Linked DNA regions of Mus musculus: regions 2, 3, 4, 5, 6 and 7 are each linked to region 1. The links are chromatin contacts, called in public promoter capture Hi-C maps. All regions are on one chromosome and are shown on one strand. The core of a region is the stretch at or near the end of the contact, and the rest is flanking DNA. Distances in the headings are between cores, read along the strand shown.

Evidence for each region. Promoter capture Hi-C pulls out the DNA fragments that hold promoters and counts their contacts. Capture Hi-C pulls out chosen DNA fragments and counts their contacts.
Region 2: a contact with region 1 is called in a promoter capture Hi-C map of liver, with 5 times the contacts expected there. The contact joins the promoter of Glyctk here to the promoter of Ccdc51 in region 1. A contact is called at or near these places in 1 of 39 promoter capture datasets (liver), 1 of 484 Hi-C or Micro-C datasets (double positive thymocytes) and 1 of 9 other capture datasets (liver).
Region 3: a contact with region 1 is called in a promoter capture Hi-C map of pre-B cells, with 3 times the contacts expected there. The contact joins the promoter of Twf2 here to the promoter of Ccdc51 in region 1.
Region 4: a contact with region 1 is called in a promoter capture Hi-C map of liver. The contact joins the promoter of Poc1a here to the promoter of Ccdc51 in region 1. A contact is called at or near these places in 3 of 39 promoter capture datasets (liver and pre-B cells) and 1 of 9 other capture datasets (liver).
Region 5: a promoter capture Hi-C map of pre-B cells shows a contact between it and region 1, with 2.8 times the contacts expected there. The contact joins the promoter of Dusp7 here to the promoter of Ccdc51 in region 1. A contact is called at or near these places in 2 of 39 promoter capture datasets (liver and pre-B cells).
Region 6: a contact with region 1 is called in a promoter capture Hi-C map of pre-B cells, with 4 times the contacts expected there. The contact joins the promoter of Rpl29 here to the promoter of Ccdc51 in region 1. A contact is called at or near these places in 1 of 39 promoter capture datasets (pre-B cells), 1 of 484 Hi-C or Micro-C datasets (B cells) and 1 of 9 other capture datasets (adipose tissue).
Region 7: a promoter capture Hi-C map of liver shows a contact between it and region 1, with 4 times the contacts expected there. The contact joins the promoter of Abhd14a here to the promoter of Ccdc51 in region 1. A contact is called at or near these places in 2 of 39 promoter capture datasets (both in liver), 1 of 484 Hi-C or Micro-C datasets (B cells) and 1 of 9 other capture datasets (adipose tissue).

Annotation. Positions count from the first base shown.
Region 1 is chr9:109,080,213-109,084,127 of GRCm38.p6, reverse strand. Ccdc51 (coiled-coil domain containing 51) reads right to left here and starts at 1,632. Exons shown (of 4, transcript NM_025689.4): 1 at 1,561-1,632. Tma7 (translational machinery associated 7) reads left to right here and starts at 1,747. Exons shown (of 4, transcript NM_183250.2): 1 at 1,747-1,801; 2 at 1,902-1,957; 3 at 2,039-2,126. The coding sequence starts at 1,786.
Region 2 is chr9:106,156,217-106,160,131 of GRCm38.p6, reverse strand. It overlaps Glyctk (glycerate kinase), which reads left to right and starts at 1,994. Exons shown (of 4, transcript NM_174846.4): 1 at 1,994-2,643; 2 at 2,836-2,987; 3 at 3,548-3,723. The coding sequence starts at 2,267. D030055H07Rik (a long non-coding RNA gene) reads right to left here. Exons shown (of 7, transcript XR_003948237.1): 5 at 3,615-3,839; 6 at 2,898-3,139; 7 at 1-351.
Region 3 is chr9:106,200,864-106,204,778 of GRCm38.p6, reverse strand. It overlaps Twf2 (twinfilin actin binding protein 2), which reads right to left and starts at 1,671. Exons shown (of 9, transcript NM_011876.3): 1 at 1,495-1,671. The coding sequence starts at 1,519.
Region 4 is chr9:106,278,894-106,282,808 of GRCm38.p6, reverse strand. It overlaps Poc1a (POC1 centriolar protein A), which reads right to left and starts at 1,748. Exons shown (of 11, transcript NM_027354.2): 1 at 1,353-1,748. The coding sequence starts at 1,370.
Region 5 is chr9:106,366,802-106,370,716 of GRCm38.p6, reverse strand. It overlaps Dusp7 (dual specificity phosphatase 7), which reads right to left and starts at 2,085. Exons shown (of 3, transcript NM_153459.4): 1 at 1,394-2,085; 2 at 1-16. The coding sequence starts at 1,919.
Region 6 is chr9:106,427,461-106,431,375 of GRCm38.p6, reverse strand. Rpl29 (ribosomal protein L29) reads right to left here and starts at 1,965. Exons shown (of 3, transcript NM_001324534.1): 1 at 1,362-1,965; 2 at 1,004-1,068; 3 at 1-307. The coding sequence starts at 1,398.
Region 7 is chr9:106,445,388-106,449,302 of GRCm38.p6, reverse strand. Abhd14a (abhydrolase domain containing 14A) reads left to right here and starts at 1,625. Exons shown (of 6, transcript NM_001110271.2): 1 at 1,625-1,772; 2 at 3,469-3,777. It overlaps Abhd14b (abhydrolase domain containing 14b), which reads right to left and starts at 663. Exons shown (of 4, transcript NM_029631.3): 1 at 594-663.

The DNA.
Region 1 (3,915 bases), core at 383-2,882:
AAATGCTTCCATAGTTGGTTGTAGTAATATTTGTATAATCTTTGATGTATTAGAATCACTGAATTATATAAATTAAATAGCTAAGCTATATAGTAAGCTTTATATCAGTAAACCTGTTATTAAAAAAAATAATAACTGGGCTGGAGAGATGGTTCAGAGGCTAAGAGGGCATATAAATTAGTTTGACTCCTAGCACTTAGCCACACTAGGCAAGTCACAACTACCTGTAACTCCTGCTCTGGGGTACCCGATGGCTCTGGCCTCTGGGGTCTTTCTTTCACTCTCTCATATACACATACATTCACACACTCATAACTAGATTTTTCCCTCAAAAACTGGGCATATAGTTCAATTATACAGCACTTACCTAACATGAGTGAGGCCCTAGGTTCAAGCCTTTATTGCACACATTCATTCAAGCAAGCAAACACACACACACACACACACACACACACACACACACCCCTCCGTCACTTCTTCAGCTGAAGCATCTCTTCAGGATTTTATATTATCTAACTGTATCACTGCTTGAAACGTAATAGTAATCCATCTTTCCTGCTACTGTGGTTAATGGGAACTCAGGTACAAATGCTAGGCTGACAAACTCACATCACCCTAATTAATCCCTCTTGTTTTCTCTCCTAACTCAAATCCAATCTATTAGCAAAATCCTGCTGACTTTCTAAGCCTAGGAGTCTCCCCAACCCCCATCTCTGTCAGGTATACAAAGTGGTCTCGCTGGCTAGCATGCCATGGCTGGACTACCCCTCACTCATCTCCATTCCATCTCAACAGCCTTCAACAGTCCCGCAGTTTCTTCAGGGCAAAAGTCAACGCCTTCTCCACAGCTTCAGGGGATCTGACTCTCATTGTCTCTCCATTTTCGACTGCTTTCTCACTCCTTCCAATCATATGAAGGACTGGAACACACAAGGCCGTCTTCCACTCAGGGCCTTGGCACTGCCTAGCTCTTCCCTGTTCACAGTTGTCTCCCTGGCCTTCCTAAAGTCCTGCTCAGAGAGCCCCTGGAGAAGTCTTTTTTAACTACCCTAGCAAAAATGACATCCCACCAAGGGAGCATTCCTTAACCACTTTCTCTGCTTTTTTTTTTTTTCCTCCCCACACAGGTCACATAAGGTGTGATGCGTATTTTACTTATTTGCTCTGCGGTAGGTTTGTCTTGCTACAATGTCAGCGTTCCTCAAGCCTCAGTCCAGAATACAATGTATCTATACAAAGTACATACTCAAAAAAACGAACTAGAAGAAAGAATTTGCAAACACTTGCACTCATTGTTTCAATAAGTCCGAACTTTTTCCCGCGGCTTCTGAAGCTGAGGACTGGGTGATAATTGGCCACTACCCACTTCTGCCATCTCCTATCCCATCTCGTGCCCGCCACTTGAGCTTTCCTCGGTTCCGGAAAGGCACTTGCATGTACCCTCCCCTCCACCTGCAATGCTTTCTTTCTGTGCCGGATTACAAGCTTTATAGGCAGACACCATCCCCCACTCCCACGGTTTCGGATAAACCCAGGCAGAAGGAGCCTTCCGCCCCGTACCTGAATTGCCTAAGCCTATTAGGCTCCAGCAGAAAGCCCCGCGTCTGCCACTCAATTGACCCCTGACCGGTCAGCACCCGCCCCTGAAGGCATCCTTTAAAATACGTGAGGGTGACTTCCTGCCTAGCAGCCAATCAGGGGCCACGCATAGGTGCGGCATAAGCGAAGGCTGTAAGTCCTGTTTCCGGCATACGATCAGGGGCTGGTGAAGGGGCTGGAGGCGCCATGTCGGGCCGGGAAGGTAAGGCTATTTGGAGATCGGGGGTGGGACGGATGGATGGGGAACCATGGGAGGGCGATCGATGGCGGGGATGGGCCGAGCATGCTCGTGTCGCCCACAGGTGGCAAAAAGAAGCCCCTGAAACAGCCCAAGAAGCAGGCCAAGGAGATGGACGAGGTGAGGACGGGAGCGGAGGCCGGGCGGGCGCTGAGGGTATGGGCGACTGGACTGGAGTGAACCTGCTTTGCCTCTCTGCAGGAAGATAAGGCTTTCAAGCAGAAACAAAAGGAGGAACAGAAGAAACTCGAAGAGCTAAAAGCCAAGGCCGCCGGGAAGGGCCCCCTGGGTAAGTGAAGATCGAGCTATTGTAGGTATACTAGGGCAGGACAGGTCTGTTCCGGGGGTCGTTGGTGAACTACTGGGTCTGGTGTACACTCTGGCCAAGCCCCCTGCCTTGGGTTTGTGCAGTTCGAAGAGGGCGGGAGTGGAAACGTTGCCTCTCAAGACAGTCATGGGCTTCCAGTTCATGGAGAAGCTACAGAAGTGGAAACACCAACATGTACGCCGCACAGACACATATAGCTAAGTTTCTGAGTATCCTCCTGTTTCTGGTTACAAACTAGCAATTCACTTTATAGGTTGTTAACCTTAGAACATAGGACTTTTTTTACTTGCTGGTCGTGTTATCAGTAATGATACTGAGTCGTGCTATCTAGACTAGAGGATAAAAGTCCAGGCTCCTTAGCATGTATTTCGCTCTGGGTACTATTTTGTTTTGTGGCTATGCTGGGGAGCACACTCATTTGTGCAAAGCAAACCCTCCCTCTTGAGCTGTAGCCTACGCTCCATGCTCTCTCTGTGCCTTGCCCACGATTTTTTCTCTTGAGAGTGAATCACAGGTCCAGGAGTCCTAATATCTCATTAAGAAAAGTTTTAATTTTTGTATTTAAGCATATAGGTGTTTTTTATGCATGCATATCTGTGTACCATGTGTGTGCAGTGCCCTGGAAGACCAGACAAAGGTCTCCTGGGACTGTAGTTACAGACAGTTGTGAACTGGGAATTGAACCCAGATCCCCTGGAAGAGCAGCCAGTACTCTTAAATGCTGAGCCATCTCTCTAACCTTTGTTGTTGTTTTTTAAATTGATAGACAAGTTCTCTACCATTTGGGCAGTGGTGGCTCACATCTTTAATCCCAGCACTTGGGAGGCAGAGGCAGGGGGATTTCTGAGTTCGAGGACAGCCAGGGCTACACAGAGAAACCCTGCCAAAAAAAAGTTTCTGAGGCTGGCCTTGAATTTTAGATTCTCCTGCCTTCACCTAGATAGCCAAGATTAGAGTCTGTGCAACCAGCCTGACTTTGTGTGCATTGTAAAAGCACTATTTTGCATTTTCTAACTAGCAATTATTTCTGCCTGTTATCAGTGTCACATAGATACTGGAACTGTCACCCCAAGACCTATTGCATTGGGTTCGATCTGTTGTTTATCCACATAGCAATGTAATTGTAGCTGTTGTGATTGCTTTTTAAAATGAGGTCAGTTATCTGGCACCTTTAATCTGCGATTATGTATAAGGAGGTCAGACCTTGGTTAAATCCTGTACAGACAAAGTGTTTATAATCTGCAAATCCAAAGTGTCCCAGATCTGAGAGCTAACACCAGAAGCAAACTCCTGGTGTTGGATGATGCATTACAGTCAAGTGCAGAGGCCCTGGAAGTGTTGTGTTACATTCACTTCAAGCCATGTGCATGGGGGTGAGATGAAGCATGAGTAAGTGCTGGCTCCACAATTGGATCCGGTCCCTGAGATATCATGTGTATGCAAATGTCCCCCAAATCCCAGGAATTTCTGATAAAGGAACTTGTAACGAGTACTACTTCTCACTGAGCCCCATCCATTTTGGGTTTCTTGTTTGTTTTAAACAAGGTCTCCTAATAATTCCCCATCCTGTGACCTTGACCTCGATATGCTAGGGTGCACCTCTGTACCTGGACTCTTAAGATTTGTTTTGTCATGGTTCTTTTGTGCTCTTGTTCTGTTTTTGACAGGGTCTCTGTATAGCTCTGGGTGCTCTGGAACTCACTATGTAGACCAGGCTGGCCTCAAACTCAGAGGACCACCTGCTTCTTTT
Region 2 (3,915 bases), core at 745-3,244, 2.9 Mb after region 1:
TACTTCCGGTCTCCAGCGCCAGAAGCTGCGGGAAGGTGAGTTTGCGTCTCAAGCAAATAAATGGTACTTGGAAGTCGTTCCTGGCCCGGACAGAGACCGATCCAGGCGACAGCAACCCCTTAATCTTGCGACATCTTGCACTACACGGCAACATTTCCCTCGAGAAGATCACAGGCTCAGGCTCAGGAGACGTCACTTCCGGTCACCTGGCGGTTGGCCAATTCCGGACTTGATGTCAGCTCCGCTTTGGTTCCGGGAGGAGTCGAGCCTGGTCTTCGCCTATCCTCACTTACCAAGGCGGGTGCACTGGAGCTGGGAAGGTGTAGTGTCTTAGAGTTGGGAATTTGGCTCCTGAAAATGCAAGTCGTCCAATTAACTTTAGACTTACCACAACGTAATTTTTAGTTAGAAATAATCCAAAATATACTGGTCATAGTTATAATAAAAAATTACTTATCCAAAATTCAAATTTCACCAAACACCCAGTACTTAATTTGGCAATTTTGGACTTGAACTTTTTTTTTCCCTTGAATTCTAATAGGGACCTTCTAGGCTTTTGCCCTTCTGGGAAAGAGATACAAAATTCACCTAGGACTGAGCTTTATGTTTTGGATGCTAAGATGTGTTTAGTACCAAGCCCGGGGAATCCCATACATGAAAACTGAACATGTTTGCAGGCGTCCCGCGGCAGTGCCCTGTGTATTCCTTTTTACAAACAGTAGTTTCTGGGAAAGCTAGCTGGGAACTACAAGGCTAAATGGCGGAGGTTTGGCAGGCGCTACGTTGTTTAGGAGTGGGATAAACTGTTACCTGGAGTTTTCTCTGTCAGCTTGTACAGAGAATCAGAAAGCCCTAGGTGTCAGGAAAATACGAGCGTCAGTCTCCCAAGCACTATGGAGAACTGGATGACTTTATGCATGCTAGGGAAGGTCTCTCCCACAGGACTACACTTTCAAGTTCCCTTGAAAAGTGAGAGTTAGGCTTCATTGTGTCCCACATCTTGCAAATGAGCTCAGTGTGAGAAAAGATATACTAATACACGCTTTAAAAAAAGCTAGAACCCCATCCCTAGACTCCGCCCTCTTCCACCCATGCTTACGGATACAGTTGTCTTTCTACCTTTTTAGGGGCTTGAATGTAGCTCAGTGGTAGAGCGCATGCTCGCTCGTTACATGGACAGCCCGGGCACAGTCTTCAGTACCCTCCTGTCCCTAAACTTAGATATCTTTTTGCAGCTGAGTCTTTTATTGTTCCTGTATAGTTACGCTGTAGCTTCCCGACCTTTACCCCAAGACCTTTCTGTCCTTCACTCTGCCCAGTGGAGAAAATGATTGTTTGGGCTTCATTACTGGAACCCGGCCTTTGCCTGCTCTAGCACTGGGCTGTTTTTGTTGTGAAGGGTGTAACTCAGGACTTGTTTTTTGCTATCATGGAGCCAGAAAGGGATGTTCCTGGCAAGGCTGATCATGACCAGCTGTATGGGGACAAGGGTGTCTGGTCTTGTCCTATAGATTGAGCCCCATAGCACATGTCCTTTTGCTTATAACCTGGGGACTTGCTGAAGGTCTGACCTTGAGTGAGATTTGTGGTTACTCTTGATTCGTGCCTGGACCACTTGCTGAACTAGCCTGAGTCCTGAGCTTCCTTAGGCTGTGTGCACTGGTAAATCTGCAGCCTTTCCACATGGACCCAGCTTTGCCAGACTGGTTGTATGAGCTAACAGAGCAGGCTAGAGGTCAATGGACTCCGGGTCAGTTGGCTAGACAACCAATAGCCTTTTTTTTTTTTTTTCTTGGCAGTAGAAGTGGTAAAGGAACGTCTAAGGCATAAATGCCAGAAAGGGGGCACTGCCGTGGTGTGAGGGCTTTGGAAGTACAGGATGTGGAAGAAGAATGGCCCAGGGGCCTGCTGGTAGGAACGGCGTCCTTCATGAATGATTAACTTCTAGGCAAAGGAGGTGACCTAGGAGGAAGGTCCACTTAACAGGAACTTTGGACTTGGAGCAGAGTGTCCAGAAGACTGGTGTGTGGTCTACAGAAGAGGACGTGGCTGGGCATCAGGGCTGGGCTTTCAGGGCTGGTGTAAGATCAGGTTTGCTGCAGGCTTCATGACTTCTCCAGGTTTCATTTCAGGTTATGGAGTCCGCCAGTCCTGAGCCCTCGGAGGGGTGGCCATGATGGATGGTGGGGTTCTGTCCGTGGCCTCACTCCTTCTCCTCCCTCTCTAGGCAGCTATGGACACGAGGCTGTGCTGAGAGAAGCGGGGCATGGCTGCGGCCCTACAGGTCTTGCCCTGTCTCCTCCGAGCCCCATCCCGTCCACTCCTCTGGGGGCCCCCAGTGGCCCGGATGACCAGTGGTATGGCTTTGGCAGAACAGGCACGGCAGCTGTTTGATAGTGCAGTGGGTGCTGTGCAGCCAGGCCCCATGCTGCAGAGGACACTGTCCCTGGATCCTAGTGGCAGACAGCTGAAGGTGCGGGACCGGACTTTCCAGCTGCGGGAAAACCTCTACCTAGTGGGCTTCGGCAAGGCCGTACTGGGCATGGCAGCTGCTGCCGAGGAGCTGCTGGCTCAGCATCTTGTGCAGGGTGTGATCAGCGTACCCAAGGGGATCCGAGCCGCTATGGAACATGCTGGAAAGAAGTAAGAGTCTATGGGCGCAGGGGGACGCCCTCTACTGTCCTTTGGAAGAACACCTCCCTTCCTCTTTGATCTCCCTATCTCCTGGGTCTGGCCTGGTTTCTAAATGGGTTATCAGTGGGCCGCTTTCACCTGTACAGCTGAGAAGTCAGGTCGGAGGAGAGGAGCCCACCCCCATCCCTTCTCCCTTCTCAGAGAGATGCTGCTGAAGCCACACAGCCGCATCCAGGTGTTCGAGGGCGCCGAGGACAACTTACCGGATCGGGATGCACTCCGGGCCGCGCTGACCATCCAGCAGCTGGCAGAGGGGCTCACTGCAGATGACCTGCTGCTGGTGCTCATCTCAGGTGTGGGACCAGCCGACAGGGGTGCCCCGAGTACCATATGGTCACAGGGTGAAGTCAGGACCATGGCAGACAGTGAGGAACCTGGAGGGTACCTAGTGAGTGGTGTCAGGTTGGTCACCTCTCCTCAGCTGGAAGTTCACCCTGTTGAACATCTGTAATGGTGAAGGCACAGCTGGGTACTAACACTGACACACATCAGAACCTTTGGAAGACATTGCTGTCTGCAGCGGTGTCATTCGTGCTCCTGAAGCTGAGTTTCCAGACCCCATGGATCTCTCTTCTTGCTTATTTGCTGTTTTTTCTTGCTCTTTCTTAGTTAAATTTAAAAACAAAAATTTTTGGGGGGTATTGGGGATAGAGTTCAGGGCTTCACACAGGCTAGGCAAGCACTTTGCTAGCAAGCTTCTCCTGGGATCTGGTATACCCCTACTAGGGGACAACTTCACTCTGTGTCCACAAGGGGGCACTGTAACCCCACCTTCTTAGAGGACCTTCCTTATGGCTTGCCTGGTTCTCTGGGTCGGGCTGTCTCCTCTCCCTGACACTCTCACTGACTTTAGGTGGGGGCTCAGCCCTGCTGCCTGCTCCTATCCCACCTGTCACACTGGAGGAGAAACAGATGCTCACCAAGCTGCTGGCAGCCCGAGGAGCCACGATCCAGGAGCTGAACACCATCCGCAAGGCCCTGTCGCAGCTGAAGGGTGGAGGGCTGGCTCAGGCTGCCTATCCTGCTCAGGTGCACTAATCACTTCTTCAGTAGGCCCTGGGTTCCCAACACGTGACAGGGAGATGAGAGCTTAAGCCAACATATGAGTTGGCAGGGGCCTGGCCTGGAAAGTCCTGGGAGGAAGCCTAGAGAGAGTAAGAGGGAGGCTTTCTGGTTAGGTGTTCTGCCAGCCCACCTGAAAGTGGCAAGATGTGGGTAGAT
Region 3 (3,915 bases), core at 422-2,921, 2.9 Mb after region 1:
CATAGGGAATGAAGGGATAGGGCAGAGCCTTGGCCACAGGATCTGTAAGCAGTGTGTGTGTGTGTGTGTGTGTGTGTGTGTAAAACTTCGTAGCACCTCCTCCCTCTTGGAGATAGCAGCTCAGACCAGACAAAGAGGAAGGAAGGGGCAGGCCAGGCAGCAGTTTACCCTGACAGTTCCCCTCTTTGGGGCTGACTCAAGAAACCTGCTCCTCCATCTCTAGGAGAGGCTGGCCCACCTGTGGGTGGCCAGGCTTGATCCAGGTCCCTGCATGCTCAGGACAAACAGGATGGGGATGGGCTAGGGCAGGGAAAGTCTCTTGGCTTGTCCATCCACCAAGCAGCCACAACCGCAGGCAGGGATTCCGGCAGTCAGGCTGGTCGATGGTGGTAGCCCTGGTCAGGGAATCATGATGTGGTGGTAGGAGTGGCTGATGGCCAAACCAACAAGCTGTCTGGGCAAGCAGCCTGGCCTTCCCTACTGGCCAGGGAAGCAGCCCTTCCAGGCCCATAACAAATGGGGACAAAATACCTGGCTCCCAGCTATTGCTTCTTTCTTAAGTCTCTCCAAGGAGGAAACTGGGGCCCTGGAGGGGGGCTATGGGTGTCACGCCCTGGGCTGTAGAAGCTTCCTGTAGATGAGGGTGGAGGCAGGAGCTCCCCTATAAAGTCTGAATCCTGACCCGTTCCCCTGCTTCCAGCTTGAAGTTGGGACTTTGCAGGCCTGGCTGGAGCAGCGATAGAGAGATCACAATGGAAAAGGGAAGAAGTCAGAGGCCAAGGTCAGATGTGCAGTTCTCCCCATTCTACTTAAGAAGGAGGGCTCCATTCCAGCTTCTGTCCAACCTAGTCTGCAAGAGTCTAGGGGTCCTGAAAGGAGAAAAGGTCAGGCTACCCTCTCCACACATACACATAAGCCCATGTCAGTCATAAGACACCCATGCAAACACCCATGCTAACACACACATACTGAGATGTGCCTGAACTGTGCACACATGCAGATACCCACAGTTTCTGTGCGTGCAGCCAGGAAACACTGATGTCTGAGATGGAACCTAGAGTGTCCAAAACCAGCCACTAGTGCATGCACACGAAGAAGCCTGGACAGGCATAACCAAGTCTCATCCAGATGTGCACATACTGGACTGTATACAGAGAACATGTGTACACCCATGTACACTTTTCCAGATGTGCACATCCGGGTACACCCCACCTCCAGAAAAGAACAAAAATACCCAGACCAGTATACACAGGCACATCCGCCCCCAGTTGGGTACACAAGATACTTCCACCCTCGCTGTGTGCATCCATGTGCACCCACTCCCAGCTATGTACAACAGTCTGTTCTGCCCCAAGACGTGTCCATCCCAGGGACTCGCGGTTGCAAAAGAGAACAGGAAGCTTCCCAGGAGGGTACAAGGAAGAGAAGGATGAAGGGACCTAGCGCGGAGAACCAGCGCGGCGGAGCCCCTGTCCGCCCTCCATCCGCCCTCACCGTGGATGCCGGTCTGGTGCGCCATGGCTCAGCTTTCGGCTCGCCCGTGCCGTCGGAGTTCTCCTCTTGGTCCTGGCCCGGCTCGACTCGGCTCGCCTGGACCCAGAGCTCCGGAGGATGTGGCGACGGCACCGAGCCTCGCGCAGCTTCCCGGGCGGTGCCGCAGGACCCGCCCCCAGCGCGCCCCGCCCCCGGAGGGCGAGGCCGGCAGAGGCGGGCATTGGTGCCGCGCGTGCGCGCAGCGGGCGCCGGGGTCCGGATGGCCCAGTGCCCGGCCGCTACCACCTTCATGGCCAAGAAGGGGCCCCAAGGGATTGTGTGGGTGGTCCCTTGTAGGCCAGGATCCTGGAGGTCTGTGGGCGGATCCGCACTTGGGCGTGGGAGGGGCTGTGAGCTTGCCGCGGAGGAGGTTTGAGAGTGAGGGCCGATCCAGGCGTACCCGTTTGTGATGGTGAGGTGATCTCAGTGTAGGTGGGCACGCGCTCGTGTGTGGTCGTGAGTGTGAGTGTGTGTGTGTGTATGTGTGTGTGTGTGTGTGTGTGTGTGTGTGTGTGTGTGTGTGTGTGTGTGTGTGTGTGTGTGTGTGTACTGATTTCCTACCAGTCATCAGGTGCACGGTGTCTGGAGCCCAACGCTGAGAAAGTGAATGGCCATAGGAGGAAATGAATTTTGGAAGGAATACGGTAGGAGAGACCGAGGTGACCTAACAAGGCTGAGGAAAGTTTTCCAAAAAGACGGTGCATGTGCTAAGTGTGACCCAGTGGTGGAAGGACTGGAAGTCAACCTGAGGAACTTCCCAATTCCTAATGACCTTGCCTCTATTCCCAGCAGCCTTTCCTACTGCTCTTACAGACTAACGGCCGAATAGCAGCTAGTACTCTTTAACCTCAGAAACATCTCTCCACCCTGGACCTTGTTATTAAAAAATAGATAAACGGGACTGGACAGATGGCTCAGTGGTCAAGAGCATTAGCTGCTTTTGCATAGGACTCAAGTTTGGTTCCCAGCACCCACATGACACAACTGTTCCTTCTTCTGGCCTCCTGGGATTAGACACGGACATTGTGCACATAGATACATGCGGGCCAAACACCCAGACACACACCAAAATTTTTTTTTTACTGAAATAAATAAAAACTTTAAAAAATAGATAACTTAATGAGAGATGGCTCAGTCAGTAAAGTGCTGAGTTAGCATATAATTTCAGATTCCCGGCAACAGAATGAAGACACTTGGCTTTCCCCTTGGACTGTGCAGGGAGGCTGGGGACCTTGGGAGAGGGAGTTTGAGGAGACAGGCCAATACCTATTGGGGCTTATTTGCTTATTAGTCAGCCAACCCAGCCAAATGGAGAGAGAGAGAGAGAGAGAGAGAGAGAGAGAGAGAGAGAGAGAGAGAGAGAGAGAGAGAGAGAGAGAGAGAGAGAAAGCGCAATAGAGGCTGACTGGCTGGCATCCACCTCTGGTTTCCACATTGTACTCTAACATACACAGTGTATGTATATACTACACACACACACCCCAAATCTGTGAGAGAACTCAAGTTCAAATGGCATCCTTGGGCTGGCTCAGCTGATAGATCATTCTAACCTGCGTGACATGTGTGAAGTACTAGGTTTGATCCTTAGCACTACATAAATCAGGTATGTTGGCAAATAACTATAATCCAGAACTAAGGAAGCAAAGGCCTTCAAGGCCATCCTGGTCTACATGGTTAGATTTTTGTCTCATAAGTAAATAGGAAGGAAGAAAGAAAGAAAGAAAGGGGGGGGTGTTTCAGGATTAGCCTGGGCTAAGGAAGGAAGGAAGAAAGAAAGAAAGAAGGAAGGGAGAGAGAGAGAGAGAGAGAGAGAGAGAGAGAGAGAGAGAGAGAGAGAGAGAGAGAGGGAGGTGGGGGTTTCAGGATTAGCCTGGGCTACATAGTGAGTTCCTGGCCAGCCTGGACTACATGGGACTTTGTCAACAAATGAAGAGGTTAAAAAAAGGGGGCTGTCAAGATGGCTCAGTGGTTAAGAGCACCGACTGCTCTTCTGAAGGTCCTGAGTTCAAATCCCAGCAACCACATGGTGGCTCACAACCATCTGTAATGAGATCTGATGCCCTCTTCTGGAATATCTGAAGACAGCTACAGTGTACATACATATAATTTATAAATAAATAAATAAATAAATAAACAAATAAATAAATAAATAAATCTTTTAAAAAAAAAAGAGGTTTAAAAAAAAAGGTGGTGAGGTAGAAAACTGGATAAAGGAAACAGGCCACCCACAAAGATGGATGCTGTCCCACAAGTCGATGAGGAGCTGCTTGCCTGGTCCGTACTCATTAAATACATGAAAACTGAGCTGTATCTGGAATCTTACTTACTGTAGGCAAACATTTTAAAACTTTGACAAGAATTGTGATTGTCAAGGCTGGGTAA
Region 4 (3,915 bases), core at 499-2,998, 2.8 Mb after region 1:
AACGAGATAACAGGTCCTCCCTGGAACTAAGACTCTTCCTATAACCAGGAGACGTTAAAAGCACTCAAATCATGATCTCGTATGTTGAAAATTCTAAGGAATCCACTATAAACTGCTAGGACAAATGAGTACAGCAAGGAAGGGTTCACGATCAGCAAACACACAACCACACAAACGATCAGACGAATCAATAAATCCACAACAAACAGATCAAATATGGGCCCAGTGTGGGGAACAAACACCTTTAATCCCAGCACTTGGGAGGCAGAGGCAGGTGGAACTGTGAGTTCAAGGCCAGCCTGGTCCACACAGTAAATTCCAAGAGAGCCAAGACCATAGTAAGTTATCTCCCTCCACCTCAAACACCAAAAATTAAAAACAAAACAAGCAAACAACAACAACAAAAAAAACAAAACGACAAAACACACACACACACACACAACCAAACCACCTGAAGAGCTCCAAGGAACCCAGCTTGGGAAAGGATATTTCTATGATACAGCGAAGCCATTGCTATTCCACAAAGCTCTACCCCAAACAAAGGTGAGGCCCAGTGCCCAGCTCCACCCCCAAGCACACCTGCAGGTTCACGCCTTTTAACAGATGGCCTGGTAGTTCAGGGGTAAGAATCAACTAAGGAGCAAGGGCTCATTCCCTCTCCTGTCCTCACCAGAGCCTCTCAGAAACACAAGGGTGAGGAAGTGTCCATCCTAGGCTCAGTGGGCAGAAGCAGATTCAGGTCTGACTCCATCAGTGACACCCCTTCCCAATGCCTTCTTCCCTGAACAGTTTCCCCTAAAATCTGCGTGGAGCTAAATGTAAACAGAATATCAAATCGGCACTCAAAAGTCTGGTTTCTATTTCTACCCAAGTCTTCTCAGGTGCATCAGGTACCACCTGGCCCTGTGGAAGCAAATTCTTATTTAAAGGACCAATTTGAAGTCCTTTTCTGGAGTGGGGGGAGGGGTCAGAATCGAGCCCTGGACACACTGCAGGCTTCCGCTATCCCAGGCATCCCGATGGCCTACTGCTTCTACTTGTTGGAAAAGGATGTCACCTCCAAAAAAGACCTGTTGCTCACAAGAGGCCAAGCTTACGAGGCTCGCCCCAGGCCACGACAAGGGTCGGGCCTTGATGGTGTCTTCCTCAATACGCCGTACATTCCAGAGGCAGAGACTTATTTCTTCGTCCTGGTGGTCTAACATCTAGCCTGGCACCTGGGGTGCTAAGTCAATGCCCGGATCCACCCCGTAACCTTGGATGAGGAGGTCACCCTAGAACCCCGCGTCACCATCCGCCTCTCTCGCGGCCATTGTTCCAACCAGTCAGGTGCTCACTATCCAGGGACTTACCTGGCTGGGAGCAGCCATAGCGGGGCTAGCGGGCTGGTAGGACCAGCTGTGCCCCAAGTGCCAGAGATAGCTGGGTCGGCAGTTGTGCCAGTTCAGTTTCCGCGCCCCCAATCGCCACCAATAGCAACGCCGGTGGCGTCGCCGCGTCCCGCCCACCGCAATTAAAGGAGAAGCGCCCTAGGTTTTTGTCCGCCGACCGGAAGTCGGGTCGTTCGATAGGCGTCAAGCTCTTGTCCTCCCGCTCTTCCAGATGAGGTGACCCGCCGAGCAGCCAAAAGCCTCAGTTCGCTGTCACACTTTCCTCCTAAGAACTTAAAAAAAAAAATCTTAGATGAAGGTTTCGGCCCTTCAGCTCTAGCTCAGGTAACGGAGCGCGCAGCCATCGGGGAAATGAAGTTCTACATAGCACTTATACCCCACAGTCTTAATAAAGGTAGAACTACATTTACCGAGATGCTCCGGGGCGGGCGGAGTTTTACCATTATGAGTGACAGGCTTAAGTATCCCGGAAGGAGGATACTGACTGGCCTTGCTCTTGGCTTAAAACGTCCGATCAAGGCGCCATGGAGAACCAGGTTATTAGCGCCTTGGGACCCCAGAATGGTTCGTTCCTGCGAATACTCCTAAGTGTCTATTTAAAAAAAAAAAAAATGGAGTCATTCAAGAGTCAGAACCATGGTGCAGAAAGACATATGTTCAATTCTTAATTCTCTACTGGGTGACCTCAGGAAAAATGCGTCTACTCCGAGGGCCTGCCTCCGCGTTTGTCTTAAGAGGGGATGTGACTGCGGCCCGTCTTGCTCGGAACTCTTTAGCCTTAAGAAGGCTTTGGGTCGTAGCCTGACCTTAGCTCCAAAAAAAAAAAAAAGGTGAAAGAAGCAATCGTCGGGCGGAACCACCAGAGGCCGTCCTTTTCCACCTTCTGCAATGAAAGCAGCCGAAGCCCAGAGTGACCTGTGCATCTGACCTGAACTGGATGTTTTGTAAGATTCAAGAACCTTCCATCCATCATCTCTCCTGGGCCGGCCAACTTGTCCATACTCAAAACACTAATTAGGATCTGGCTGTGTCCTGAGGTTTCTTACCACATGCCTAGGCTTGAAACTGTGTCCCTAAATCTGCAGGGACAGTAAACTCAGAAACTGGCGTGTGGGGGAGTGTATTTGGACCTAAAAGAATGATTCATTGGTTCAGAGTGTATATGGTTCTCCCAGAGGACGAAAGTTCTATTCCCAGCTCCCATGTCAGATGGTTTACAACTGCCTGGAACTCCAGTTCTGAGGCAGTTCAACACCTCTTGTCTCCTGAGGCACACACACACACACCATTAAAAATAATTCTTTTAGTGTTTTGATGAGAGATACAGGATCTATATCTGATCCTATTTTAACTATGTTGGCATAGAATTGGTACCTTGACATTAGAAATGTTTAAGCTAATTTAACATAGGCAAGGTGAAAGTCTCAAGACAAAAATAGGTGCTCACAAATTCCCAGCCTTCCCATAAACAGTTTTCAGTTTTTCTCTTGTCAATAAGTGTGTCACGAGCACCCCATGCCAGAAACATGATGGTCACGTTTGTATATTCCTACAATGTCAAAATGAATTGCCTCTCAGGAAATTCCCAAGCTGTAGCAGTTTGCTGCTTTTCCAGATAAGGTCTCTCTATGTGGTCCTAGCGTTCCTTCCTCTGGCAGCCACAGACTTTTTATTTTTACTTTTTTAGGAATGTCATATGTAGGAATGTTTTGCCTACCTGTATGTATATGTACCATACTTATGTCTGATGTCTTATGAAGACGCCGGATCCCCTGGAACTGGCGTTGCAAACAGTTGTGAGCTGTCACGTGGGTGCTGGGTCTGAAACCCAGTCCCAAGTAACCTTAAACCAGCCCCACTAATCTTTTTCTGTTGCCTTGCTTTTTTTCTTTTCTTTCTTTTTTTTAAGAATATTGTGGGGTAGCCACCAGAGGAGACTGCTAAGACACGGATTTAAGCCAATAAAAAGTCTTTATTAGCCAGCCAGCAACTACACTGGGTGTTGTTCAAGATCCCATTGTAGCCGCAAGGCTTTCTCAGGGTGAGCTTTTAAGCATAAAATGTTCTGGGGGACTGGAGAGATGGCTCAGTGGTTAAGAGCACTGACTGCTCTTCCGGAGGTCCTGAGTTCAAATCCCAGCGACCACATGGTGTGTCACAACCATCTGTAACAAGACCTGATTCCCTCTTCTGGTGTCTGAAGACAGCTACAGTATATACATATAATACATAAATACATATAATAAATAAAATAAATCTTTTAAAAAAAAACATGTTCTAGATTGACATACTTAACATGAACAATTAGTCAGAAGAGAAACCACAGAAGTCCAAAAGCAAGGTTAGTACATTTAGAGAGTTTCCCATATCTCTGGACTTTGACGAATTAGGTAATTGTTTTAGTTTTGGCAGGCGGTGCTATCCATGTGCTGAGTTTTACAGCCTGAATGGTATTTCGGCAGTTGTGGGGTTTCATGTAGGCTGGCCTTCAGATCACTGCATTAGCCGAAGAAAGCTTTGAACT
Region 5 (3,915 bases), core at 836-3,335, 2.7 Mb after region 1:
AACTTGTTGAAACCACCTGTGGTCAGGGCAAGATTGGGGGTGGTGGGTGGTGGGGTGTCTGGTGAGTCCAAATGGGCCACAAAAGACTATTAACGGTCAGGACTCACACAACATGTCCATGTCAAAGGACAATGTGACCATGCCTAATACATCACACACGGACTCACTCATGTTCTGGCCATCTAAAAAATCACCACTTCACAGTTAAGGGAACTGAGGCTTTGAGTGGGTTCTGTAACTGTTAAAGTATACTGGCCCTATGGCTTGATATAGAGCACCTGAGGTCAAGTACCAGCTCCTTTCTCTTCCATACCTCCCACATACATCAACACACCTGAGTGCTTGCTCAGTAGTGGCCAATGGGCAAAGAAAGGCCAACAAACCCATCGCAGGCCAGCACCTGTAGGTCAGCAAACCCCTATTCCAAAGAGAGAGGAGCCAGAACACCTATGGGCCTGTCAGAGGCAGAGTCCAAGCAACCACACTTGGGGAGGGTGGTGTGAAGTCCCTTTCCCCAGCAAGAGGGGAACCGGGTACTAGCGATTCACCTTCCCTGGACAAGCACCCGACACACTGCATGTGACTCAAAGAGAGGGGCCACGGGGGCTAGACAAGGACAGGAGAGACAAGGAACACCATGAAGCTAGACATGGCCCTGCGGCACCCGAGGGTGCCGCAGGACTCCCCTCCCCTCCCAGCCTGTCTGCTGCCAGCAAGAGGCCATTTTGGAATGTTAATTGGAAACACCGGCTGCAGCCAATAGCTCCCCTCACCCCCTGGCCCGCAGGCAAGCTGCCTGTCTCCCCCTTCCATAAACTCAGGGGCAGCGAACTGAGGCCCATTCCCCATTCCCCAACACACACACACACTCACACCTGGGCCACTGCCCACACATCTGCAGAAGTGCCTCCAAGCCGTGATTCTGATTGATAGGGGCCATAGTGGGATCCCAGAGAAACCATCATAAACGGGCCCATGCACTGGAGGGTGGGTGATACTGAAAAAGGTACCTTCCCGATCCTATCTTCCTAATGACATAAATTCCTGTGGGCCCTGCTCTTTTCTGGGTTCCAGTACCGATCTCTCCCTTCCTCCGAGCTCAACTGGAGCCTGTGCGCTGTTGTCTACCCATCCACAGAGAAAAAAATTAAATAGGAAAGGGAAAGTTTGTTTCAGCCACTGAACGGTGCTGAGAAAGAGAACACAGATCGGGTTCCCTGTGCCTGGCTAAATCCACACCTTAGGGGATGGCTCCCAGAAGGGCGGATTCGGACCAGGGGCGACGTGGCGCCCGGCCTGGCCAAGCGAGTGGAAAGGAAACAGCCTGCAGCGAGGGCGCCAGGGAGCAGAGGCGCAGCCCCAATACCGCCTGGGGTCTAGGTTCTGTCCTCACCTTGGAGGTAGTAGGCCTGGCAGCCGTCGTCTCGCAGCTTCTGCAGGAGCAGGCCGAGAACGGAGGCGGGGGCGCCGGGCTCGGGCTGCCACTCCGCCGTGGCCTCGTCGTAGAGCAGCACGGTGGCCGCCTTGCAGCGCGTGGCGAAGCGCTCCTTGTCGGCATGGTTGGGAATGATGGAGCGGATGGGCAGGTTGCCTTTGCGCAGGCGGCGCAGCATGAGACCCGGGATGGCCAGGTTGATGGCCGTCTCAATGTGCGACGATTCGAAGAGCTCGTGCGGCCGGCAATCTAGCAGCAGCAGGGACGCGCCACCGCGCGCCTCCAGCTCCTCCTGCAGCCACTCGGCGCTCTTGCAGGGCATGGCCCCCGCTCCCGTCGTCGCTCCCGCTCCGATGCCTGCGCCGGACCCAGATCCCGCACCGGGCTCCGACCCCGCCCGAGTGCCCCCAGCCGCCGCCGCCGCCGCCGCCCCCGAAGTCGACATGTGCGCCCGCACTGGGGGCCCGCGGAGCTGGTTTTTCATGGGGATCCCGGGGCCGGGGCCGGGGCCGGGCAACCCAGCCCTGGGACGGCGCCCCGGCCGCGCTGGCCCCAGCCGCGTCTCCGGGCGCCCGCCTCCCGCCGAGCCGCGCGCCCGCCGCCCCGGCCTCCCAGCCTCCGGCCTCAGTCCCGCCCGGCCGGCCCTCCGCGCGTGCCGCGGCCTGACAGCCCCAATTAAACCGCGGCTCCGGCGGCCGCGCGCCCGGGCGTCCTCCGGGAGGCGGGGCCGTGAGGCCGGCGCCTGGGCTTAAAGGCACCGCGCCTCCGCAGCCCCTCCCCCGCAAGCGGCGCGGGAGCGCCCTCGGCCGGCTCCTACGGGCCCGCCTAGCCGGGACCTGGCTACCACCTGCCCAGGGGCGAGCCAAGGCGGCCTCGCAGATCTCTGGCTGAGCGCCTACATCTGTGCCTTGCAGAAAGGCTGCACTGGGACCCCACCTAACATTTACAGAAGCAGAATTTCTTCAGGATTGGGGGCAGGGGGCGGTCACCCAGAGCCAGTCTTCCCTCCTCTTGTCTGTTATCCTCATTCATTCTCTGATAGCGTTCATTCAACAAATGGAAACTGAATTCCTACTACGTGTCGTGCTCTGTGTTAGGCGGTCTTAGTTTCAGATGACCGCATCATCCCAACCCTTGATGGCCATAGGTTCCAGACCTGAGTTGGAGGGTCTGCTGAGGGAATAGGTGACTTGGGTTGGGGGGGGGGTGTTCAAGGACCGCTCTCGCAAATCGCAGGCAGAAGTGGAGGAATTCTGAAAGGACCAACCCTGGGTAAGGGAACGCGAGCTCTTTAAGAAAGCTTTTACAAGTGCGGTGGTGACTGGCCCGGAGTGAAGCGCCACGTGACTTTCCTATTGGGGCGGGTAGGAGGGAGGGAGCGCTCCATAATCAGCTTCCCTTCGCCTACCTCTCTCTCCAGGCACCAATCAAGTTTCGCGGTAGGCGGGCACGCGCTCGGCAGATAGTCAATCGCCGCCGAAAGAGGCTGCGGGGAAAGGAGGCGGGTCCCGCGGCGGGTCCACCCAGCTGGAAGTGGGCGGGGCCTCGTCCAGCGTGCTGTTCGGGCTCTCAGGCGGGTGGGGCTCAGGAGGTACGTGGCTCTGCAGGTAGGGCTCAAACAAAGCGGCAGGACCGACCGCAAGGTTTTGACCAGACCAAGGCGGTCTTTCCTTGGAGGGAGCTGTTCCTCCCAAGCCCCGAGTGCATTCTCTTAACAGGCTGGGGATCCCAACTTGAGGCTTAGTCCCTCACTCCGTCCCGGGCTAGTCATCTCTGAGCCAACTTGACCCTAACCCGGGATTGCGGTGTCAGGGGTGTCCGATCGGGCTACAGTTTCAATCTCCATCTCCCAATTAAATGTTCTCCCCCCTCCCTTTTTTTCTCAGCCGCAGGAGCCCTCTTCTACATTCGCTTAGAGAAAGGCCACAGTAGGGCAGCCAGGGAGGGTCTTGTCAGGAGGGGTTGTAGATATAAAGAGCTGACCCTTTTGTGAGTACTGTCCTGGACACAGCTGGTAGACAGCTTCCAGAGGCCAAGTGTTAAGTCCCAATCTGTCCTGCCAATTGGTGATGTGTGGTATATCCTGAGTACCAGTCTCCCTTCTTGGTTTCAGTTTTGCTAAGCGCTAAGCAGTGGTGACCGGGTTTCCTGTGTACTCTTGGCTGTCCTGGAATTCTCTCTGTAGCCTAGGCTGGCCTGGGTGCCTCTGCCTCCCAAGTGTTAGGATTAAAGGTGTGCACCATCACCTCTCGGCTTCTTTTAAATTTTTTAAAAAGATTGAAGTGTTTTCTCTATTTGAATGTCCATGGATCACAGAGGCCAGAAGAGACGGTAGGATCTCACAGAACTAGGATTACAGATGATTGTGAAGCGCTGTGTGGTGCTGCGAATCAAACCCAGAGAGAGACCTTTCTCTTTAGGAAAGATGGGCTCAGCTGATTTCATGATTTCCTAACATGCTGTTAGGGAGACATCCCCCC
Region 6 (3,915 bases), core at 716-3,215, 2.7 Mb after region 1:
CCTGGGCCTTAGCTGGAGCTTTGGCCCCTGCCTTGGTTTGGACCTTAGGCTTCGGTTGGCAGAGCCTCTGACCCTTGGCCATGTAGCTTCGAATCCGCTTCCCAAGCTTGGGGTGAGCGATGAAAGCCAGCCGCTTGAGTTTGGGGCCTTTTGGCATCTTGGGCTTGATGGCCTGAGGCTTCACCAGGGCCTTGATGGCCTCTGCGCGCGCACTCACTGCCTTTGCATTGTTGGCCTGCATCTTCTTCAGGCCTTTCTTGTTGTGCTTCTTGGCAAAGCGCATGTTCCTCAGGAACTTGGGGTCAACCTGGGAACAGAAAAGGTGTATGAGGTAGCATATAACAGGCCCGGTTCACTTCCTTAAGTCCCTGGTCACAAATATGTTACTGTAAAAACAACAGTAAGTTAACCTTAACCACAAAAAGGTTGGAGGGTGTGGGTGTGAACTTCTGGAAACCTAGCTGTTTCCTGAGACTTGTCTAGGGGCACCCCCCCACCTCAGCTGAGTGTCAGATACCAAGCCTAGTCCATCAGATTCACATCAGAGAGCGTGGTTGCAGGCAGCAAACAGACCTAGTACAGCCTCAGTTATCCCCAGTCTATTATCTGGGTGCAATCAAATGTACAGAACTAGAGTTGCGTTTAGACGCAGACCATGAGGTACCCAATATACAGAACGACTCCCTCCCTCCCTCAAGGCTCCACGGAGCAAGAGAAGCAGTTCTGTTCTCAGGAGATTACACCAGGGGCTGGGAAGGTCAAGGAAGGCTTTTCTGTTGAGTCTGACATGGGAGACAAGGAGAAGCTAGGCAACACAATCCCTAGAGCTCAGAGTTCGAAGCCAGCCTGGTCTACATAGTGAGTTCTAGAACAACCAGGACTACACAGAGAAATCCTAGCTCGAAACACACACGCTGGTGGTGGAGGAGACATGACTTACAAGAGGCCCTACCCTGTAGACCTGGAGCCAAGGGATAGTTTATGACCCACTGTCATCACTCACCCCCTTAAGAGATTCGTATCTTTGCGACCGGGGTTTCTTGATGCCATTTCTGTGCCATTTGCGGGCTGTAGGGTAACAAATATTTACAGGTCAAAAAAAAATGAGGTATCTTCCAATAAGACCACCTAACATCATGGTTGGCAGTCTTTTGAGAATACACTAAGGATGGGTGGAAAGCACTATGGGCTTTTTAAGCGGATTCCTGGCTCCCAAATTTGTAATCTCCAAAGTAGCTAAACACACAATCATCTTCAAGGCTCACCTGAAGGGTGACCTGCCCTCCCTCCAGCTCTGATCTAGCAACCCTAACCCAATCCTCGCTGGGGTACAGTCGCCAGCCGGAGCCCAAGGAACTTACACTGGTTGTGTGTGGTGTGGTTCTTGGACTTGGCCATGTCTGCACCTGCAAGAAAGCCACGAGATCAGTTCTGGGCTTCCCCAGACCGGCACACCTCTGCCGCCCTGAGCTGGGGTAACATGAAGAAACCAGAGGCTGCAGCAGACGCTTCCGATTTACGACACCCGCCAGCCTGGCAACACTCACAAAACGCGACCCCACCTCTCAAACGCGAGCAAGGAGGTCGGTCCTGAGACTGAGCTTGCCGGCCCCGGGGCGGCTTTCCCCGCCATCCGTTCCTTGAGGACGACCGGGAACCACCCCCGCCCGGCAATCTCGATGCCCCATAGCCAAGCAGCTGCCCGCCCTGTCCTTCCTGCCACCCGTGTCGCCTGCCTCGCGACCCGCCGCCGCCCTGTAGTCACGGATGTCATCGGATGCCGTAAGGCCAACACTCACGGTAACCCGCGGCTCCCGCAGCGCCGGAGACCGGAAGAGAAAGAGAAAGGCCCGCAGTGCAGCACGGGAAATAGGGCCGACACCGCCGGAAAGTCCAACGGAAAAGCTTCCCTCACTGCTGGCGGAGAAAAAAGGTTCCAAGGCCGGAAAGAGTTGAAGCCTAGAAAGGGGAGGGGTTAGAGCCTGGCCACGCCCTCTTAGCGTCACAGATTTCTTTCTTTGCTTAACCCCTCCCCGCTATTTTTTGAGCGGGTCTTTCTTGCTGTGTAGCCTAGACTGGGTTATAACTGTTCATCCTCCAACAGCAGGCTTTTGCTACTGGGGTTAAGAGCGTGGTGTTAGCATGGACCACGACGGCGGCCAGCCCGTGTTTGCTTCCTTCTCTTCCTCCAGTGCCTACTTTGCTCTTGGGCTAGACTTCCAAAGACTCTGAAAGCCGAGGGGGCCTTTGAGGGATGAATGTTAATGGAGCGAAGAATCTGTGTTCTTAAACAGCTCACCGGGCTCCTGTGTGGAATGCACTGGAGAGGGCAGAGGAGAGGAGAAGAGCTATGAGACTCATGCAGACTGCCACACAAGGGCGCTGGCTGCCTGAAGACAGTGAAGAATGTACTAGGGAAAAGAATAGACTGGATTTAGGGTGCCGAAAATTAGAGAGAGAAAAGCGGCAACGATAGTCCAAGTCTACTCCAACAGCCTGGGCTGGTTCCCCAGAGTGGCAGTTTCGTGGTTTCTTTTTTTTTTTTTTTTTAAGATTTATTTATTTATTATATGTAAGTACAGTGTTGTTGTCTTCAGACACTCCAGAAGAGGGAGTCAGATCTCCTTACGGATGATTGTGAGCCATCATGTGGTTGCTAGGATTTGAACTCAGGACCTTCGGAAGAGCAGTTGGGTGCTCTTTTTTTTTTAAGATTTATTTATTTATTTATTTATTTATTTATTTATTTATTTATTTATTTGTTTATTATATGTAAGTACACTGTAGCTGTCTTCAGACACTCCAGAAGAGGGCGTCAGATCTTGTTACAGATGGTTGTGAGCCACCATGTGGTTGCTGGGATTTGAACTCTGGACCTTCGGAAGAGCAGTCGGGTGCTCTTACCTGCTGAGCCATCTCACCAGCCCCAGTTGGGTGCTCTTACCTGCTGAGCCATCTCACCAGCCCTCGTGGTTTCTTTTCACATATATTAGATGTGAGATGATGCTAGAGAGGTGAAAACAGGCCTGTAATCACAGCTACTGGCTGAAGAATTGTAAGTCTGAGATGCCTGAGTAATTCAGGTAGACCTTGTCTCCGAAAAGCTTTTTTTGTTGTTGTTTCAAGATAGGGTTTTTCTCTGTGTAGCCCTGATTGTCCTGGGACTCACTCTGTAGACCAGGCTGGCCGCAAACTCAGAAATCCCCCTGCCTCTGCCTCCCAAGTGCTGGGATTAAAGGCGTGTACCACCACTGCCCAGCTCCAAAAAACTTTTATAATGTCAGGATATCCCAGCACTCACGAGGCAGAGGCAGGCAAGCCTCTGTGATTTTAGTTTATGTAGTGAGTTCTAGGACAGCCAGGGTTATGTAGAAAGACCCTATCTCCAGAAAGGCATGGTAGCTCACACCACCCACTCAGTGTATAGGGCCTAAGTTTTATACAGAAGCAGGAGAATCAGGGACTCAAGATCATCTTAAGCTACAAAGCTAGGACTAGGCCAGGCAGGGTGACACCCTGTCTCTAACAGCAAAAACAGTGTGCTGGGCAGATAGTTCAGTGGGTAAGAATGATTGTAGCTCAAACATGAATTCAAACCCCGGATCCAATTGTGGAAGGACAGGATAGACTCCTGACAGTTGTCCTCTGCCTTAAACACCCATATACAGGCTCATAAAAATAGTGATTTTTAAGAATTTAAAAGCCGCTGGGCAGTGGTGGTACATGCCTTTAATCCCAGCACTTGGGAGGCAAAGGCAGGGGGATTTCTGAGTTCGAGGCCAGCCTGGTCTACAGAGTGTGTCCCAGGACAGCCAGGGCTACACAGAGAAAACCTCGGCAGCTGGTTCCATAGAAAAAGCACAGAGGTAAATGGGAAGAACACATCTGCCTTTTCTGTTGTAAATAGACAGAACT
Region 7 (3,915 bases), core at 376-2,875, 2.6 Mb after region 1:
TGAGTTGGAGGCCAGCCTGGTCTACAGAGTGAGTTCCAGGTCAACCAAGGGTACACAGAGAAACCCTGTCTCGAAAGAAAGAAAAAAAAATAGCTCATAGGCATTAAATGAGGCTATGCATGAGGGGAAAACTTATACATGCCTAGGACATAGTAAGTGCTCAATCAAGGGTAAATACCGCCCTGATTAGCCTCATCTAAACCAGCACTAGCGTACTGTGGGTGAACTAGTAATACAGGCAGGAGATCAAGTTTGTTTGGGACGAAGGCCCTTTTTCCAGAAGCAGAAACACATGCACCGGTCAGCAAGGACTTTGGAGTTCCTGACTGCCAGGGACGCGGGGTGCTCAGCGCGCTAGCCGCTGGAGCCCAACCAGTTGACGCTGCGGTCACCCGCGCTGCCAAGGCTCCCCGGCTCACTGGCCACAGTTCCAGAACCCTGAGTCTGTCTGGAGGAAGCAAGGGAAGGAGGGGTAGCCTGGAGAGGGAAGGAGAGGTGACCTGGAGAGCCGAGATGAGAAGCCTGGGGGCAGGTGGGTTCTGAGTGGAGACGCCAAGAGAGGGAGTCGAGAGTACAGGAAATGTGCGTGGTACCTGGAAATGTGCGTGGTCTTCCGCAGGAGAATGGCGTGTGCTATTGACGGGTGGGGAGAGAAGTAGGAAAGGGGTGGGGACAGGAGGTGGGGACAGGCCTAGGCGTTCCAGGCGCCCTCTCTTGGTCACAAGCTGCCACTAGGCTCGTCTGCACCTTAACCCTTCGTTCTTTGATCAAACTTGTTTTCCCAAGCCCACCTCCACCCCATGTGCACCAAAAACAGGGTTGAAGATCTCGAAACAGTCAGCGAACTGCATCCTCATTGATCTGCTCCACAGATCATTTCCACACAGAAATGGCTTGACTTAACGGGCGAAATATTTCTGGTATCTTTGCTGTTTTCCCCAACCCCCAACCTCCCATCCCATCCCATCCCTCACCCTGAGTCAGGACAGTACATGACGAGTTGTACACCTGTCATAAAGCTGACATGCTACATATCTGAGTGGAAGGCTCCGCCAAAGTTCGGCCAGGTGACATCGGAGTGTGTTCTGAGCCTGTAGAATGAATCCGGTTAATGCCAACTTTGGCGAGGTACCAAATGAGTAGTGAATCTTTTGCACCCTTCCTGGCCTCCCTGCCCCAAAGTCTGGTTGCAACACAGAGGCCTGAACCTGGGACAGACCAGACGTTGATCACAGGTTGCCAACCAAAAATAAATGTCCTGAGCAGACCAGACTTAGAAGACACCTTAAGCTCTGACCCGTCTGGGGAATGGGGCGAGTAAAGAAAATGCTTGGGCAGAAGTCTGGAGCTGCTGCATCATCTGGCATTAACGCTAGGAGAGCTTGGTGCCAAGAACTCTTCTGAGACCTGACCTGTCCTTAAGTTCCATGACATCCTTACACAGCGTGTCTTTCCTAAACCCCATTTTGCAAACAAACCTGCGGAAATTGATGAACCGGGTGACTTTCCACAGGCTCTCAGGCCAATAACAATTCCTAAAATCTGGGCTGAGAGGGGCGGGCCTCGGTGCTTTAGGGCACCGCCCCACGTTCTTCCCTGGTAACCAGGCTTGGCCTGCAGCTGCGTACTGCGCAAGCGCGCCTGGGTGGCTGGACTTTAGCCGTCTGGTTACCAAGGAGGCTGTACCACAGCCGCTAGGCTGTTTGGCAGTTGGTTCCGCCTAGGCCGGGCCCCGCCTCACCGGAGCCTTTCTGGTCACTCCTGTCCACGCGGTGAGTGTCCCCAGAGAAGGAGGCCCTCAGGTTGTCCCCGGATCAGCCATCCTTGTCCCTGCCGCTTGGGGCAGAGTCCTTTGGAAGGCGCAAGCGCGGGGCAACACGTGTACAGTTTTCCTGTGCCCCTGGGCACGCGAGTGTCTGTGTGTTTTGGAAGGTCTGGGTATAAGTGCTTCTCTTCGCATTGGCGGCGGGGGGCTGGGATAGCGGGGGCTGGGGTAGTGTTTTCCGGTCTGCATGCCTGCTTGCATGTCTCTTCTGTGTTTATCTCTGCATCTGACTGTGTGTATTTCCGAAGGTTTGTGTGTGTCCTTCAGTTGGTGCGTTTCTTTCCCCGCCTGCCCCGCAGGTCCTTGTTTGCTAGTAGTTTGTTTTCCCCTAGGTCTTTTTTCTTAAAACATTTATATTGGTGGTGGCACATAAGGAGGTCAAGTCCAGACTTGCTGGAGTCCATTCATCCTTCCACTACTGTGAATTAATTCCAAGGATAAAAGTCAGATCGTCAGGCTTGCAGCAGGTGCCCTTCACCTGTAACTCTTGCCCTTTTAGTATTTCATTTATTTCGGGGGATGTGTATGGAGCTCAAAGGGCAGTTTTGGGAATTGTTTCTTTGCTTTCACCCTATGGGTCCTGAATTTCCAACTTCCATACCTGTGTGTGGGTTGTTTTTTGTTTTTTTTTTTTTTTTCTCCGAGACTGTGTCTATGTGACCCTGGCTGACCTGGAACTGCCTATGTAGACCAAGCTGGCTTCAAATTCATGGAGATCCTCCTGCCTCTGGCTCCTGAGTACTGTGATTAAAGCCATTGAAGCCATGGGCCACCTGCCTGACTTCCATATGGTTTTGAAATCCTATGTGTCCATCCTGATAACAAAAACCTTATTTTGGGTCACAGAATAATGTCCTGTGACAAAATATTTCCTGGGGAGAGAAAACACACATCTACTTATCCCAGATAGGGAGCCCATGACAGTCCACAGTACGGATACCACCAAAGTCCAACTTGGTGAACCAATGATTTTTATTGGGGTTACTTACAGAAATACAGATAAGGGATTACTTATGGGAGCAGAAAGGACTCAAAGACAGCTATGTCACCAAAGCCCGAAACAGGGGTGACAGTTCACAAAACGTGGACACACCGCACAGCCAGCAGGCAGCTCTCCTGGTTGGGGAGTGTCTTTCCCAAGTGCCTCAGCTGGTGTGAACCTATTGTAGGCAGCTCGGCTGGTTTCTGCTTCTTTGGGGAGCTGGCGTGCTCTCGGAGGAGGCTTCTTTGCAGCTTAGCTTTATGTGGTGGGAGAGGGGTTCTCTCTCAGCTTTTGTGGTTTACTCTGGCAGGGAGGGCTCTAGTGAATCTGATCAGTTTCAGGGGAGTTCTTGAAGCTGATTTCTGGCTGTTCACCTCCCTGCTTAAGGAGCTCCTCTGCAGCATGAAATATTTTGACTTTGGAAGAGACTGTTAACGCACCCATGTATGGGATTTATGGGTGTTAGTGTACAAGTGTGACTGCATAAACCAAATGGGTGTGCAAAGAGGCTATGGTACATTTAGGGGATAGCTTCTTGAAAAGTGTGTGGAAGCCAGGCTCTTGTGTCTGTTATGAGTGTGTGCACACTGTGTGCTGTGGAAGAGGGGCATTTCGGTAACCAGAGCAAGCACAGTTTACCTCCAACCTCTTCCACCCGCAGTGCAGTCTGCATCAGAACCCCTACAGTTGTCTAGTCTTGGGCACCCAAGTTGCCATGGCAACGAGTGAAACCCCACCCCTTGACCCTGAAAGAAGGATGGGACACTAAGAGTGGTCCATCCGGATGTTCCGCCTCTTGGGAAAGCTGCACTGGAGACAGGCAGCCTTGGCTGCTCCAGGTTAGGAGGAAGAGTGTGCTCTTTCTGCACCCGGCTCCTGATTTTCTATCAGCACTGGAAGATCTGCTGAAGCCCACGCACAGCCTGACTTCGGAGCTAGGGAGTGAGGCCTGCAGAAGAGTTCCACAGAGGTGGGTGTGGCCCCAGGTGGGCCCCAGCTCCTAGCCCTACCCCACACACTTTGTTTACACTCAGTAAAGATGCACCCAGAATCCCAGAGTAAGACAAGCACGGTCGTCTCAGGCCCAGCAAATGATGACGGGGACACC